Linked DNA regions of Bos taurus: region 2 is linked to region 1. The links are chromatin contacts, called in public Hi-C maps. All regions are on one chromosome and are shown on one strand. Each heading gives the region's core, a stretch centred on a gene start, on an enhancer-like site or on the middle of the called end of the contact. The rest is flanking DNA. Distances are from core to core; before and after follow the strand shown. Region 1 holds the start of CHSY1 (chondroitin sulfate synthase 1). Region 2 has its middle 44 kb from the start of MIR2362.

Evidence for each region. Hi-C and Micro-C count contacts between places; a contact is called where the count stands out from the background.
Region 2: a Hi-C map of an unstated tissue shows a contact between it and region 1, with 4 times the contacts expected there. The contact joins the enhancer-like site here to the promoter of CHSY1 in region 1. A contact is called at or near these places in 4 of 11 Hi-C or Micro-C datasets (liver, skeletal muscle and an unstated tissue).

The regions. Positions count from the first base shown.
Region 1 is chr21:5,283,685-5,287,809 of ARS-UCD2.0, forward strand. It overlaps CHSY1 (chondroitin sulfate synthase 1), which reads left to right and starts at 1,780. Exons shown (of 3, transcript NM_001191157.1): 1 at 1,780-2,102. The coding sequence starts at 1,780.
Region 2 is chr21:5,458,046-5,462,170 of ARS-UCD2.0, forward strand. No RefSeq gene overlaps it. Among named protein-coding and RNA genes, the nearest start is that of MIR2362, 44 kb to the right of the region's middle. Within about 2 kb of position 1,691, at least 5 of the 102 cell types and tissues checked have an H3K27ac peak or open chromatin away from gene starts, as enhancers often do.

The sequences.
Region 1 (4,125 bases), core at 530-3,029:
GTTCACTGTATAATGAGTATTTTATTTTTAGATGTGGATCACCTACCCGGGGAGCCTGTGGGAAGGTGGGTAACGAACTATATCTGGCACAATTCACAAGTGCCAGAGAAAGTGCTGATATCCAAAGAGTACGAAGAGTGACCACTATTTAACTGCAGAGATGATCTCTCTCCTGTAAGATGGCACTTTAAATTGTGTATATTTCATCATTTGGTCATCTCAGCAATGAACAAAGATCCAAGGTTTACCCAAGCATGCTTATTTTCTGTCCCTAATTCTCGGGTTCATTTGTTTAAATGACGGGAACCTGTCAGGCCGAGGGAATTACTGTGCTGTCTGGGAGTTTCATTTAAAAAAAAACTCCAACACACTGGCGACTAAATAATAATACTGTTTACACAAATATTTGTTGTGTGGTCATTTCATCAGCTTTTGTTACCTTAGCTGTTTTAAGAAGTGCATAAAATTCAAAATCCATCATAGAGAAGCCAATTATCAAAAGCTGTCTTTAGAAATCCACGGCACTTTTACGGATAGATCATGTTAAAAAAAAAAAAAAACAAAAAAACAAAGACTCAGGTTAGAGATACTAACTGATGAGTTTCTACATAGAATATAAAAAAAAAGCGTATTAACACCATCTACCATTTCTTCAACATCCTTTAAATGCTGCTAGTGTTAGAAGGTTGGACACTGAGTATAGCTTTCTTTTTCTTTCTTTTTTTAGCTTAGAAACTAGTAGCAGAGAACAAGGTAGCTGAATTCACGGTTCATTCTGCAGTCATGCACGTTTCAAACGGCTCCTGAGCTGTTTTTGCTACACATGCTCGCTCGTACCCACAGAGCTGCGGGAACAAAGATACAGTGTGAATCGGGAGGACGCAAGGAAGGTGGCCGGAGAGGTCCGCCCGGCTGGAGGGCTGGGCATGGGGAGGCGAGTGTGTCTGAGGACAGTGTGTGCAGGAGGAACGCGCGGTTCGTCCTCCACGAGTGCAGTGTTCGAGGACCAAGAAGCCCCTTCTTAGAAATCCCTGATAAGATCCACGCTGGCGCAGCGTCTCGCGGCAGCCGGAGGCCGGGCGGGACGGCCTCGGGGCAGCGCCGCGCGCCGCGGCAGGGATGCCCGGCGCGGGCCGGCGGGGCGGGTAACGGGCGGCCGGGCGCCTTGCTCCCAGCCCCAGGCGGCGCCGAGCCCGACCCACGCCCCCTCCGCCCGGGGCCGCCGCAGACCGCGAGGGCGGGGCCCCGAGCTGGGCTTTCTTTTTTGGGCAAACTTTCGCCACGTGAACCGCCCCCCATTCACTGCTGCGCCAATCGCGCGGCGCGGACGGATCCCGAGCGGGGCCACAGCGCACCGCCCCCTGCGCGCCGTGCGTGACGTGCGGCGATGGCGCGCGGAGCCGGACGATGAGCAGCGGCCGCGCCGGCGCCGGCCACGGACATCAGCGCGCCGCGCGCAGCGCCAGCGGAGCCGAGCGCCCGGGGGGCGCCGCGCGGGGAGCCGAGCCGGCCGGGGGGCGCGGGGCGCGGGGCGCGGCCGGGGGGCCGCGGCCGGCGCGCGCCGAGCATGCTGCGCCCCTGAAGGCGGGGGCGCGCGAGCGGGACCGAGCGCCGGCGCGGGGCCTGCGGACGGCCCGCGCTCCGCGATGGGCACGGCGGGCCCGCCGCAGCCGCGGCGCTGCCCGGGCGGGGCCGCGTAGGGCGGGCTGGCCTCGGCGGGCGGGCTGAGGGCGCGCGGAGCGGCGGCGGCGGCGGCCCGGCGGGCGGAGCGGCGCGGGCATGGCCGTGCGCGGCCGGCGCGCCTGGCTCAGCGTGCTGCTCGGGCTCGTGCTGGGTTTCGTGCTGGCCTCGCGGCTCGTGCTGCCCCGCGCCTCCGAGTTGAAGCGGGCGGGCCCGCGGCGCCGCGCCAGCCCCGAGGCTTGCCGGCCCGGGCAGGCGGCCGCGGTGCCCCTGGCCGGCGGGGCGCGCGGGGATGCGCGCGGGCAGCGGCTCTGGCCCCATGGCGAGGCCCAGGATGGCGTCCCGCGCGACAGGAACTTTCTCTTCGTGGGAGTCATGACTGCACAGAAGTACCTGCAGACCCGCGCGGTGGCGGCCTTCAGGTGAGTCCCCGCTCCCGGGCGGCGTCCAGCATCCGAGCGCGCTGCCCCGCGGCCCGCCTGCGGCGCGCGTCTTTGCCTGCTTCCCAGACCCGGTGCTCGCTGGGCTTCCGTGGGGCCGCTGTGCCCCGCGGGGCGTGCCGGGCGTTGGCAGCGGGCTCAGGGGCGGTATAGCGAGCGCAACGCTCAAAAGCAGGGGCTTTGGGGTCCAGTGGACCAGCTTGGCCCCTCTGGGTGTAGTCTTCACGCGGACTTTCTGCTCCGCGCTTCATCTTTTCTTGTCCAAGTCCTTTCTTTTGTTGAAAAAGCACGACTGAACATTTCCAAACACCCATAAGAGTGTTTGGAAAACTCAGCACAATACTGGTGATAGTGGTGGCAGCGGGGTTATTATTCGAGTCTTTGAAAGCTGCACTTTTGGCCTTGCAGAACTAGAGCCTGTGTAAGTTAATTTGGTTAGAGGCCTTCCACTTGCAGTTTTCACTGCTGGAACCATTCTGGTAAATGGAAGGGGTACACGCTGCACACTCAACCCCACCAGACTGGAAAGAGAACCTTTGGGAAAAGCAGTTCTTGGCTCATGGTAGATTTGTTAACTAGCCCAATTTAGTGACGTGTGTGTTATCCGGTATCTGGGTCCTAGTTGGCCATATGAGTCAGAAAAGTGGCTGGAATCATGTTCAGGATTAACAAAGGGATTAGCCAAAGTAATCTTTAGAAGAGTGAAAGAGAGATGATATTGGAATGAATTTGAGGTAGAAGAAGGATGTATTAATAGATTCAGTAAAGAGATTTAATGGAAACCTTATATGTGTGAAGTACAGAAATGCTTACTCTACAGATAAGATTTGGTATTCATCCAACCACAGAGCAAACCAACCTGAGAGGTCTGCTGGGAATGGACTCTTAGAGCAGTCATTACTGAGCGAGGCCAAGCTGGTTGTTGTTGGTTCTTAATTTATAACCATCACCTTTATAACTTCAGCTTTTAACTGTAGTCCTGGACTAAATTTTCAGGCATTAGATGTTGTGAGGAGAAAAGCATATTTGGGTCTCTGTTGCTCTAGAGGAGGAGGTAAAGGGTTGAGAAGGAAGGTAGAGAGCAGGAGAGAATGTCTGCCTTTTCAGTGCATTGATTCCCCATTCCTGTGTATTTCCACTGGATCTTGTTTAAGTCCATGACCTAGGTTCTGCCAGAAGGAGACTGAGTGCCTGAAAAGGTTAGAAAAGGTAGCATAAATTTGACTAAGATCATGACTTGGGAACAAACATGCAGATCATGTTTTTCTCCCAGATCTATTGAATTAGGTGGAGTTGTGCTTTTTGTTGTTTTGTGGGTTTTTTTTTTTTTTTTTTCCTTTGAAGTATAGTTGATTTACAGTGTTTTAGGTGTACATCAAAAAAGCATTTGATTTTTGGGGAAAAAAAAAGGAATATATAATCAGAAATTGAGGGTGAGCTGTATACATTGTTTACAGTGTGGTTTTTAAAGTAAATCTATATGACTCCAATTTGGTGACAGGTTCTTTGAAATCACAAGTTTGGGACAGTTACCAAAAGTGGTTTGTTCAAATAGGGGACATGTAACTCCCTGCCCCCCAAGCAAATACTTTTTCATAGATACAAAATCACAAACTAGAAGGGGTCCTGGTAACACCAGCAGTACTCAGAAAATGGTTTGCAAACTGGATACTATTTAACACTTGGAAATGATCTTCCCCAAACCCATGCTTGAGGCTCTATGCTTGGCCTCCTTTCCAAATCTCCTACCTCATCTTTCTTGGATGTAGGATTTTATCTCATTGTTTATTTTCTTTAAGGCAGCTAGGGAAAAGTAAAAACATAATTTGTCCTCTGGCCCTTCTTTGTGGAAGCTCTGCCTTTTTGATAAAACCCTTACCAGGAAACGGTATATTCTGTTCAGTCATTCTGTCAGCTTTCCTGCATACTTCTTCTTGTATCTCTCTGATCTTAAGTAGTCACATTAGTTGGAGCCTGGGGGTGGACCCAGCCTTTCTGGTTAAGG
Region 2 (4,125 bases), core at 441-2,940, 170 kb after region 1:
AACCTAAACACCATGTGTGAGAAGGAGGTAGGCATGACCCCAAAGACATCTGAGATGGGCTTGGGGAGGTCATCATAGGGGGATGGGGTTGAGCCAAAATGGACGGTATATTTTGGAATTGAAGATGCTTACTCCTTGGAAGGAAAGTTATGACTAACCTAGATAGCATATTCAAAAGCAGAGACATTACTTTGCCAACAAAGGTCCGTGTAGTCAAGGCTATGGTTTTTCCAGTGGTCATGTATGGATGTGAGAGTTGGACTGTGAAGAAGGCTGAGCACCGAAGAATTGATGCTTTTGAACTGTGGTGTTGGATAAGACTCTTGAGAGTCCCTTGGACTGCAAGGAGATCCAACCAGTCCATTCTGAAGGAGATAAGCCCTGGGATTTCTTTGGAAGGAATGATGCTAAAGCTGAAACTCCAGTACTTTGGCCACCTCATGCGAAGAGTTGACTCATTGGAAAAGACTCTGATGCTGGGAGGGATTGGGGGCAAGAGGAGAAGGGGACGACAGAGGAAGAGATGGCTGGATGGCATCACCGACTCGATGGACGTGAGTCTGAGTGAACTCTGGGAGTTGGTGATGGACAGGGAGGCCTGGCGTGCTGTGGTTCATGGGGTCACAAAGAGTTGGACACGACTGAGTGACTGAACTGAACTGAACTGAACTGAGGCTGCATTCCAGGCAGACTCAAAAGGATCTTGAAAGTACAGGTGTCAGAGGCAAATGGCATGACCCAGAAGAATCCCCAGAAAGGCAGGATATGTTGAGAGAGGCCTCAGGTGCCACATTAGAGAGTTGGGCTTTTAGGCTACAGGTGAATGATGGCAGGAGAGATTGGATCTCTCTGTCGTTCAGACCCAGGAAATGACCAACGTGCAACCCAAAGGGTTATGGGAGGCCTACAGATGCCTGGTTTTCATCAATGGGTCATCTCCTTCAGCATCCTGTGGGGCGATCCAGGCCCAGGGCTGGATGCACTCCGCAGCACCCAGGGTTTCTACTGGGGCCTTGGAGCAGTCGTTGCTGAGCCTGGAGCCTGCCCTCACAGCTCTGGATGGTCCCAAGCTATTCCTGCCGGCACTGGGTTTGTTCAGAGATCTCAGCCAGGACTGAAGACAAGCAGTTACCAAATATGTGTTCCTGGGGCCATAGCACCTGATTAGCTTGGGCCGCATGACAATGGATCTTTGGCTTTTGTTCCAGGGACCTGACAACTGGTTGAGGAGGAGACAGCTCCTCAAAGTCTGTGCTGAAAGCTGCTTTAGGAATCACACACAGAGCAGTTTAGAGGGGAGAATTCTCTAGGTACCACTTGGTATAGATGAGGCCTTTGAACATTAGGCTTAACTTTTAAAGACATTTAGTGATGCAGCAATGACTATTTTTGTTACAGAGTCCTGGTTAGAAAGAAAGAAGAAATGAAAGGAGGAAGGGAGGGAAAGAGGGAAAGGAGAAAAAAAGAGAAGAAAGAAAGGGAGAGAGACACACAAAGAGAGAGACAGAGGAGGCGGGGAGGCCGGGAGGCAGGGAGGGGAGGGAAGGGAGGAAGGAAGGAAGAGCAAGTTCAAAACTCTCTCCAAGGCTCCTTGGGTGCTGGTATGTTATCACTGTGATCTCCAACTTGCTTCTTTTCTGCACATAGCTGAACTCTTCTTGCTGTTTATGAAGCAATGGGTCCTGTGCTGTTACCACCAATACCGTTTTCTGGAACTAAGGCAGCTAGTGCCTTGACTCCTGACTTCCTCAGGATGAAAGCACTGCAACAGTTTCTGCAAATTGCATAAGCAGTGTCACAATGTGTCATGAAAACAATGAGTGACTCAAATATTTTTGTCATTGTCATAATGACAGCTGTTCAGTAAACATCACAAGAAGGAGGAAAAAAAATCAGAATAGCAGCATTCCCACACCACTGCTTCCATTTTTCTGGGTTTCCATATTGTGCTTTTCTTCTTTGTGATCTCAAATTGATCAAGTTCAGTATGTCCTGTTGCTAGACATTTGCATGGTTTCTAGTTGTGCCTGGCATAGATAACACTCCAGTGAACATCTCCATGTATGTGACTTTTAAAAACATTTTGGACTATTTCCTTATGATGAGCTTCTTAAGTTGGAATCACTGGGTAAATCTGAAGAGGCATTTTCAGGGATTCTTAAGCACAATTCCAAGTGGCCTCTACCCAGCATACAGCCCTGATGACTGTCTTCTTCCTACAATGTTTTTAAATTGAAGAATCACATCCCAAACTTGATTCACACAACGCTGGTGCAGATGCTCTGGGGAGGTACTCTGGAGTCCAGCAGGCTCTGGGGTGACCCAACCATAAAGTAGTCTGTGCCACCACCTTGGCGTATGGGGATGATGGGCTAGCTTCACTCTGATGATCCCCAGGCATTTCAAACACAATTTGCCCCAGAGTGAACATCTCCCCACCAGAGTCTGCTCGGACTCCAATAGTTGTAGCATCCAACCTGGAAGTTAAAGCTTCTCCATCACCCCATCAACTCCCCAACACACATGCACCTAAATCCCTCACCAAGACTTTGTAAACATCTTCTACTTCCTTAGATGCATTGTATTGTATGTGTGTTTTACCTCAATAATTTTAAAAGGCAATTAAAAAGAATCCACTCTGAATCCACTCCTCTTTTCAGCTCCAGCCAGCAGTTTGGTTCAGACCTTGGTCTAGAAGGCTCCAGCACCTGGCCTCCTGCCTCGAGCCAGACCACCACTTCAGAGTCATCTGGGAGCTTTTCAACAGGCACACTCCCGCATCACTCTGGGTCTGGGAGCCGGGCCTGGGGACATTATTTCTGACATTTCACTCTCCAGTAACAACAGAGCTTGAAATCCCCACCCACCCTGACACACACACACACACACACACCCCACGTGCGTGTGCAGCATGCTGTCAATCAGCCGGACCTCTGGGCCTTCCTCTGCCCAGACTGCGCCCCTGCCAGGCCCTTCTCTCTGCCCCCTCATTCATTCCCCCGGGGAGGACACTATCTTTTCTCAGCTCATGTGGGTTCTTGATGGAGCGGCTCCATTCCCAGTACTCACTCACCAAGCTCTTTGGTGGAGCAGGTGGGAAAGAAGCATTGTGCGTAACAGGGAAACCCCAAGACAGGATGTAAAATGTAGGCAGGATAGCTTACCACACTCATTGTGTGTGTGTGTGTGTGTGTGTGTGTGTGTGTGTGTGCATGGGGAGAGAGAGAGAGAAAGGAGAAAAGGGATCAAGTTTTCAGAACAAATAAACAGCATCCTTATCTGAAAAAGTATTTTTTTCTGATTTATAAAGAAAGCTGAGTGACAAAGAATTGATGCTTTTGAACTGTGGTGTTGGAGAAGACTCTTGAGAATCCCTTGCACTGCAAGGAGATCCAACCAGTCCATTCTAAAGGAGATCAGTCCCAAATATTCATTGGAAGGACTGATGCTGAAGGTGAAACTCCAATACTTTGGCCACCTGATGCAAAGAGCTGACTCATTTGAAAAGACCACAAGACCACGATGCTGGGAAAGACTGAAGGTGGGAGGAGAAGGGGACGACAGAGGATGAGGTGGTTGGATGGCATCACCAACTCAATGGACAAACTCCGGGAGTTGGTGATGGACAGGGAGTCCTGGTGTGCTGCAGTCCATGGGGTCGCAGAGAGTCGGACACGACTGAACTGAACTGTTGAAAAGTCTCATAAGGGCACAAAATTAAGTGTGGTTGGTTATTCAGTCAACAAAACCACACACAGAATAACATGACATGAAAAATATTGGAAATATTGCAAGGACTACATGGGATATTTGAAAGTTTGAAGTGGGAAACTTACTCCTAGCCCTTATTGCTAGACAGGTTAAAATTCTCTTTTCTTCAGAATTAGAGCAGGGGTCATGGGGACACTGCTGGATTCCATGACAGCTCATGAGAAGATGGGCTTGGGAAGGGGCAGGCTCCTATAGTAGTGTGCCTACTCCCTCTCTCCCTCCAGCATTCTGAGACAGCACTGGGCTGTCCTGGCAGGATTTATTGCTTAACAGGAAAAATGCCTCAGGGAGTTCACCTAAGTTAGGCATTGCTCCAACTGTGGTACCCAAATCTGTTCCTATTCAGGGATCCTA